Linked DNA regions of Arachis hypogaea: region 2 is linked to region 1. Evidence: chromatin contacts called from public Hi-C data. All regions are on one chromosome and are shown on one strand. Each heading gives the region's core, a stretch centred on a gene start, on an enhancer-like site or on the middle of the called end of the contact. The rest is flanking DNA. Distances are from core to core; before and after follow the strand shown.

Region 1 (3,179 bases), core at 376-2,875:
GGTAATAAAACTTGCTAAATAACATGAAAGCCTTCTTGTATGGGATGATCACACTCAATATAAAATTTATTAATAATTTAAAAGCAAGTCTAAGTAATTATGTAGAAATAGTAGAATGATGTGGAGATGGTTTTCACTTTTTAAATCTTTACATTTAAAAGAGCTTGTCTTTGAATCCAATCATTCACTGATTCATTTGCTATTATTCTAATCATCATATCATGGCTGAAGAACTTGTTGATGGTGCTTTTCTTTTTGGCTTCATCAATGTTGTTTTGGAACTCATTGAATCCAATCATTCCCGCTGCTCCAGAGGTGTATCAACTGAAGAACTCATTCACATCAACACAAGTATAGTTTTGGAAGCACTTGGCGCTGCCCCTGTTCCAGGTGCTACTACTCTGGCCGAAAAGCTAAACCACCAAGGGGTTAATGTGGTATCTTTGTCACAAATTAAAGAAGGTATTGATGCTGTATATATCTTTGTTCTATTTTCTTAGGAAAGGATAACTTTTCACTATATTTCTGTGGATAATGTTTTGAGTGCTTTCACATAAATTCTTTCTTAGTATTTCCTTTTTTCTCCTTTTCTATTTACAGTGTGATGCACGAGCTTTGAGAGTTGTTCTCAGCCTCACAGGTGTAAATAAAGGCTTAAGAGGCCATGTTGTTGTGGAGATGAGTATTGCTAAGAGTAGGGATTAAATTGTCTCATTGTCCTGCTGTTGCAATGCACATGCTTGGATTTGCACCTGTAAGGGAGATACTTGGTGCTGGCATTTGTTTGTTTTTGTTGGTAACTCATTCTGAAATTTCTTAGCTAGCTAGGCCTTAGAGTGTGTTATGTGTAGTATATTTTGTATTTAATCATGTAAGCATATTGAAAAAATGAAAAAAATTGATTTATTGGACCAATTTTAATGTTTAAATATCTTGGATTTAATTTGTAAAGTGGGTGTAAAATATGTAATTGAAGAAAAAAATTTTAATTCAATATTTTGTGCATTTAAATATTACTAAAGATCTATTGTAATATTTTTTGTTGTTAGCAAAGAAAATCTTTTGAAACATTTATTAGAGTATTGCTATAAAATATCTATTGCGACATTTTTTAAAGTATTATTAAAAAGACTTATTGTGACATTTTTTAAGTGTTATATAAAATATCTATTGTAACATTTTTTAAGTATTACAAAAAATATCTATTGTATTATTTTGCTAAGTATTATAGAAAATATCTATGGTAATATTTTTCTAAGTGTTACAAAAAATATCTACTGTAACATTTCTCTAAGTATTACCATAAATGGTCTATTGTAACACTTTTCATAATATTACTATAGAATATCTTTTGTAACATTTTTACTAAATGTTATTAAATCTTTAGAAGAATGTTAGTAAAACTTTTTAGTAATATAAGATATATTTAACATTTGTTAAAATGTTACTAATATACATAGGTAATATTTTAATATGATTTAGTAACGTTTTTTAAATATTAGTAAAAATCACTTATGTAATAGTGACGAATTGAGTGTGCTAGTAAACCCAAACCTTATACTCTTATAGGCAAGTTCATACCTAAAAAAAAGTGTTCAATTGCTTCCGGATTCCCACAAAAGACACATCTATGTATTATATGAAGCCTTTAAGATGTTTAGCATGCACGATCTTCCAGTGGCGTTAATTTGATTCAATAGCACAAACCAAATAAAGAGGAACAATGCCTTTTATATTTTACACATGAACTATAACGTGTAATTTTTTTTTTCTAAATTACACTGAAAATAAATTCATATAAGCTTATTTCTGCTCAAAGTCTCCCAAAAAGCAGAGAAAAAAAGGCTTATGCTTTCCCGAACTCGTTTCCCAGTAGTTTGTGGGCCAACGAACTAAAGTTCTCCAAGAAAAAAAAATTATAAGTAGTGTACCAAAAAAAATTATAAGTATTATAAGTATTATGTTTTACGAAGAAAAGAAATTAATATATGTCAAATAGTAATTAAAATTAAATCCAAATAAATTGGTTCACAATAGAATAATGTTGTGATATACTATGTATTGTGGGAGTGGATCCTCTCCAGTGAGAAAAAAACTGGATGGTATCCAGTGTTCAATCTAACCATTCATTGCGCTCTCTCTCTTATTTATTTCTGGTCCCACTCATAGAATCAAAGGTGATAGATCACACTGGATTCTATCAATTGTTAAAAAAACTAGAGAGGATCTTTTTCCATATATTGTCTTCGTGTACACTCTTTTTTATACATTTTTTATTTTTAGTATCAAAAGTGATTGATCAAAAATAAAAAGATAAAAGATTTGTCGAATAAGGTTTAGAAAATATAAGAAAACAGTGTCAAAATTGGAACCTTTGGCGAACCTAATCCCCCGCCACCGCGGGGTGTCGCCGCCATTCTTATTTTTTCCAAAATAAATTATTGATGTAGGCATATTGGAGGAGAGCAAGGCATGAATCCTGCTCCAAATATTTGATCTTGCCCACCCTTTTTATTTTTAATTATTATTTTATTTTCATTACGGCAAATGTTAAAAGTTCAATAAAATTTATTTATTTTATTAATATTTTTAATTATTAATTTAATTTTTTTAATGAGTAAAGTATTGTTTTTGTTTCTCACGGGTAAGTCTTAAAGTTGTCTCTAATATTTAAATTGTCCTATTTAACTTCCTAACTTTTTAAAATTGACTAGGCCCAGTTTGGGTAAATAACTTAAATAAGTTCTTTTGAAAAAAGAGCTTAAAACATAAGGACTTTTATTAAAAGTAACTTATAAATAAGTTATTTTGTGTTTGGTTTTTTAGTTATAAAAGTACTTATTTTAAAGTTGTAGCGTTTGGATAAATAACGCAAAAGATAATTTTTTTATAAAAGAGAATGAATATTAAAATAACCATGATAACAAATATTTTCCAATATTAAATGTTGATTTTACATAACCTAATCACTAATATTATGTATGATATGGTAGGTGAAAATAAAAAATAAATATAAAATGTGTGTCAATGTATATTTTATTGCTGTTTTTTATTTTTTATTTTTACTCCTATTAGAACTCTCTTCTCCTTTATTGAGATCAAGAACTTGTTATAATTAACTATGAAAATAATAATAAGCTATAAAATTACATATGAAAAAAATAAAATTAAAACTGAAA
Region 2 (3,179 bases), core at 440-2,939, 190 kb after region 1:
ATTTGGTTAGAACGCGGAGTTGGTGATTTTGAAAGGAAAGATGTATGAATGAATTTTATTAAAAATTGAGGCTCGTTAAAACCTCTCATTTGTGGGTAGAAAAGAGTACCCGTCAACAAAATTACACGACAAAATAATACGAAGAAAAAAACTAAGCAATGAAGGAAAATAACAAAAATTTAAAACGGCCTTGGTCTTATATCTCGGGTGTCCACTTGGAAGGGTGCTCCTATTTGTAGTAGCACTGCATGTTAGTGGCATTCCAAGACTTTGGGAGCTCAGTTTCATCTAGTTGTTCGAGCTTGTAGGATCCTCTGTCGATTAAGGTATTTACTCAGTAAGACTCCTTCCAATTAGGTGTGAGATTTTCTTCCCCCGGAGTTGGGGGCCCGATATCGTTGCGTCGTAAGACGAGATTTTCGGGTCTGAAGTCTCGTTTTACCACGCTGCGATTGTACCTTAGGCTTATCATTCGTTTTAGGGTGAGTTCCTACAGTGTGCTATGCTCTGAACTTCATCTGCGAGGTCCCTCTCGACGTTCTCGTCGTGTTCCCCCACAATCCTCCGTGGGTTAGGGTCCCTGACCTCAACCGGAATGACGGCTTCGAGGCCGTAGGTTAACCGAAAGGGATTTCTCCGATTGAGATTTGAAGGGATGTTCGGTATGACCAGATGACGGATTCAAGTTTGTCGGCCCATAGGCCTTTGGCCTCGTCTAGCCGTTTCTTGAGATCTTTTACGATGATCTTGTTGGTCAATTCTACTTGGCCATTGGGTTGCAGGTATTTTACCAAGCTGAACCGCTGGAAGATGCTAATCTTTCCAAGAACTCCTTGAATCGTTTGTCCGCAAATTGGGTCCCATTGTCTGAGATTATGATATCGAGAATTTCAAAGCGGATTATGACTTGCCTCTAGAAGAACTTTTGACACTGAGTGGCCGTGATGGTAGCCAGTGCCTCAACTTCGATCTTTTTTGTGTAATAGTTGATAGCGATTATAAGGTATCAGAGTTGCCTGGGAGCTGTGTGGAAGGGTCCTACGAGGTTGGTTCTCCATGTTCCGAATGGCCAATCTACTATTATTACGCTGAGCTGGTGTGGAGCCGCTTGGTGGAGGTCGACATTAGCTTGATATTTCGGACAGCTTCTGACTAGTTGGAGGGAATCTCCATTGTACAAAAAGTCACTTATACGGGTTATGAGAGGGGTTGAGAATTGGCCAGTCTTGATGGCGATGGATTGGACTCTTGGAGCGGCGGGAGTAGTATCTACAAAGATAATTCGACGCCCAAATCAAAATGGATTTGAGAGGTATAAATGAGGATTAGGATTGTGTAACGTATCTGAAAAAATCTTTGACTCCCTTTATATAACTTGAGGTAGGTATCTTATTTTATTCAATTAAGATAAGGAAGAGGTTTAAATTTAAATGTTAGATTAAGATATTAATGATTATTGATTTGTTTTGGGCTGTGAAAATGACCCAATCTAAAATAATCGAATTTGGTAACAGTTTTGAGAAAGGACCGGATGGTAACAATGAGAAATATTTTTTTTCTTTACAATAACAAGGAAAATCATATTAGCTAATTAAAATGATTCTTTTTTTTTTTTCGTTGTCAAAACTAATTATTTTTGGACAAATGGTGGTTTAATAATAATTATAATAAATAAATAAATAAATTGAAGGAAATGGTAATAGTATGGCACAAGTAACAAAAACCTCAATTTTGCTACACACAACGCAAAGCCACTATCGTTTTTCTTTCATTTCGCTCGTTGCTGCGAACCTCCACAAACTTAGCGGCGGCGACTGCAACCCTCAAATCCTTAACAAACCCTCTCTCACTCTCACTCTCACTTTCACTTCCAGTCTCATTCATTCTCCTTCGCACCACGGTAATGCCTTCTCTCCTTCTCTCCTTCTCTCCTTCTCTCATTACTATGCATCTTCTAATTTTATTTTTGTTTTTTCTGCTTCATCCGTCATTTAGATCTCCCATGTATCTCTTTTCTCTGATCTGTTGTAATTCCTCTCACTAACTCCAATCACACATTCACCGATTCTCCAATTTGGTTTTCGTCTTTTTAATTATTTGTGTAATATGGATGGTTTGAAATTTAGGGTTTTGACTTAGCACCCAGTATGACATTTAGGGTTTTTGAGTCTCTCTATGTGCATTTCTGGATAGATCTGTGTTGTTTTCATTCAAATTATTGAGATTCTCATGTCATTGGATAGCTACCTTTTATTCATTTTTTTGGGTATAATTATGAAGTATCCTGATAGAAGAAATAAAAATGGCTATATACTCTTTAATCAATTTTATATGCATTTCGACGATGGGAACCTTGGGTTCTAGTTTGACATGCTTCGTTAATGTTTTCAGTTAATTTCCTGAAAGATTACATAGAAAAAAGAAGTTTTAGAAATGGTAGTTATGTGGATTTTCGAATATATGTTAGCATCTGGATTTTGTATTTTTTATAAAGAATTTGGATTCCTGATTTTCTTCTTGAATTGCAGAATCTGAGCTCTTGATGGCATCAAAGTTGCGGCAGCTGCAGTCGAAGGCATGCCAAGCCTCAAAATTCATCACCAACCATGGAACTGCCTACTACAAGCAGTTGTTGGAGCAGAACAAGCAATACATTCAGGAGCCACCCACGGTGGAGAAATGTGACCTTCTGGCAAAACAATTGTTCTACACCCGCCTTGCTAGGTTATATTTTCTCCAATCTTGTTCTAATTTTCCCCGAAAAAAAAAAGTGTTCCCATGTGTGGATTTGCCGTATTCTTTAATTAAGTTTGATGATGTCAGTACCTTTGTTTTCAAATAGTATTGTAGTAGATGTTCCTTGCAAGAATCTGATGTTGCAGCTAAAACCAGCTCCTTCCTTTTAAATAATGTCAAGTTTTCAAATAATGTTATCAAATAAGAGCTCCTTCCTTTCAAATGTCTTTACTGCTTCGGGCAAATGCATGACTGCTATCGTACGTTCTTTCAATTGGCTTTTTGAGGGTATGGACTGTATTTGCATTTAGAGGTTACCTCAGAATTAACTCTTAAAATCTGACATGGAATTCATGAATGCTATGATGGACAGTTTTATGATTCACCAAATTCTGCTATATTATGGGTTGACTGTATGACTTGCATATGAATATACCCGTTAT

Evidence for each region. Hi-C and Micro-C count contacts between places; a contact is called where the count stands out from the background.
Region 2: a contact with region 1 is called in a Hi-C map of leaf, with 4 times the contacts expected there. The contact joins the promoter of LOC112802034 here to the enhancer-like site in region 1. A contact is called at or near these places in 3 of 8 Hi-C or Micro-C datasets (all in leaf).

What each region holds. Positions count from the first base shown.
Region 1 is chr5:94,553,321-94,556,499 of arahy.Tifrunner.gnm2.J5K5, forward strand. It overlaps LOC112802026 (a long non-coding RNA gene), which reads left to right. Exons shown (of 10, transcript XR_011882263.1): 9 at 232-462; 10 at 601-915. Among protein-coding and RNA genes, the nearest start is that of LOC112802026, 5.0 kb to the left of the region's middle. Within about 2 kb of position 1,626, at least 1 of the 3 cell types and tissues checked has open chromatin away from gene starts, as enhancers often do.
Region 2 is chr5:94,743,788-94,746,966 of arahy.Tifrunner.gnm2.J5K5, forward strand. It overlaps LOC112802034, which reads left to right and starts at 1,690. Exons shown (of 3, transcript XM_025845025.3): 1 at 1,690-1,900; 2 at 2,529-2,724. The coding sequence starts at 1,705.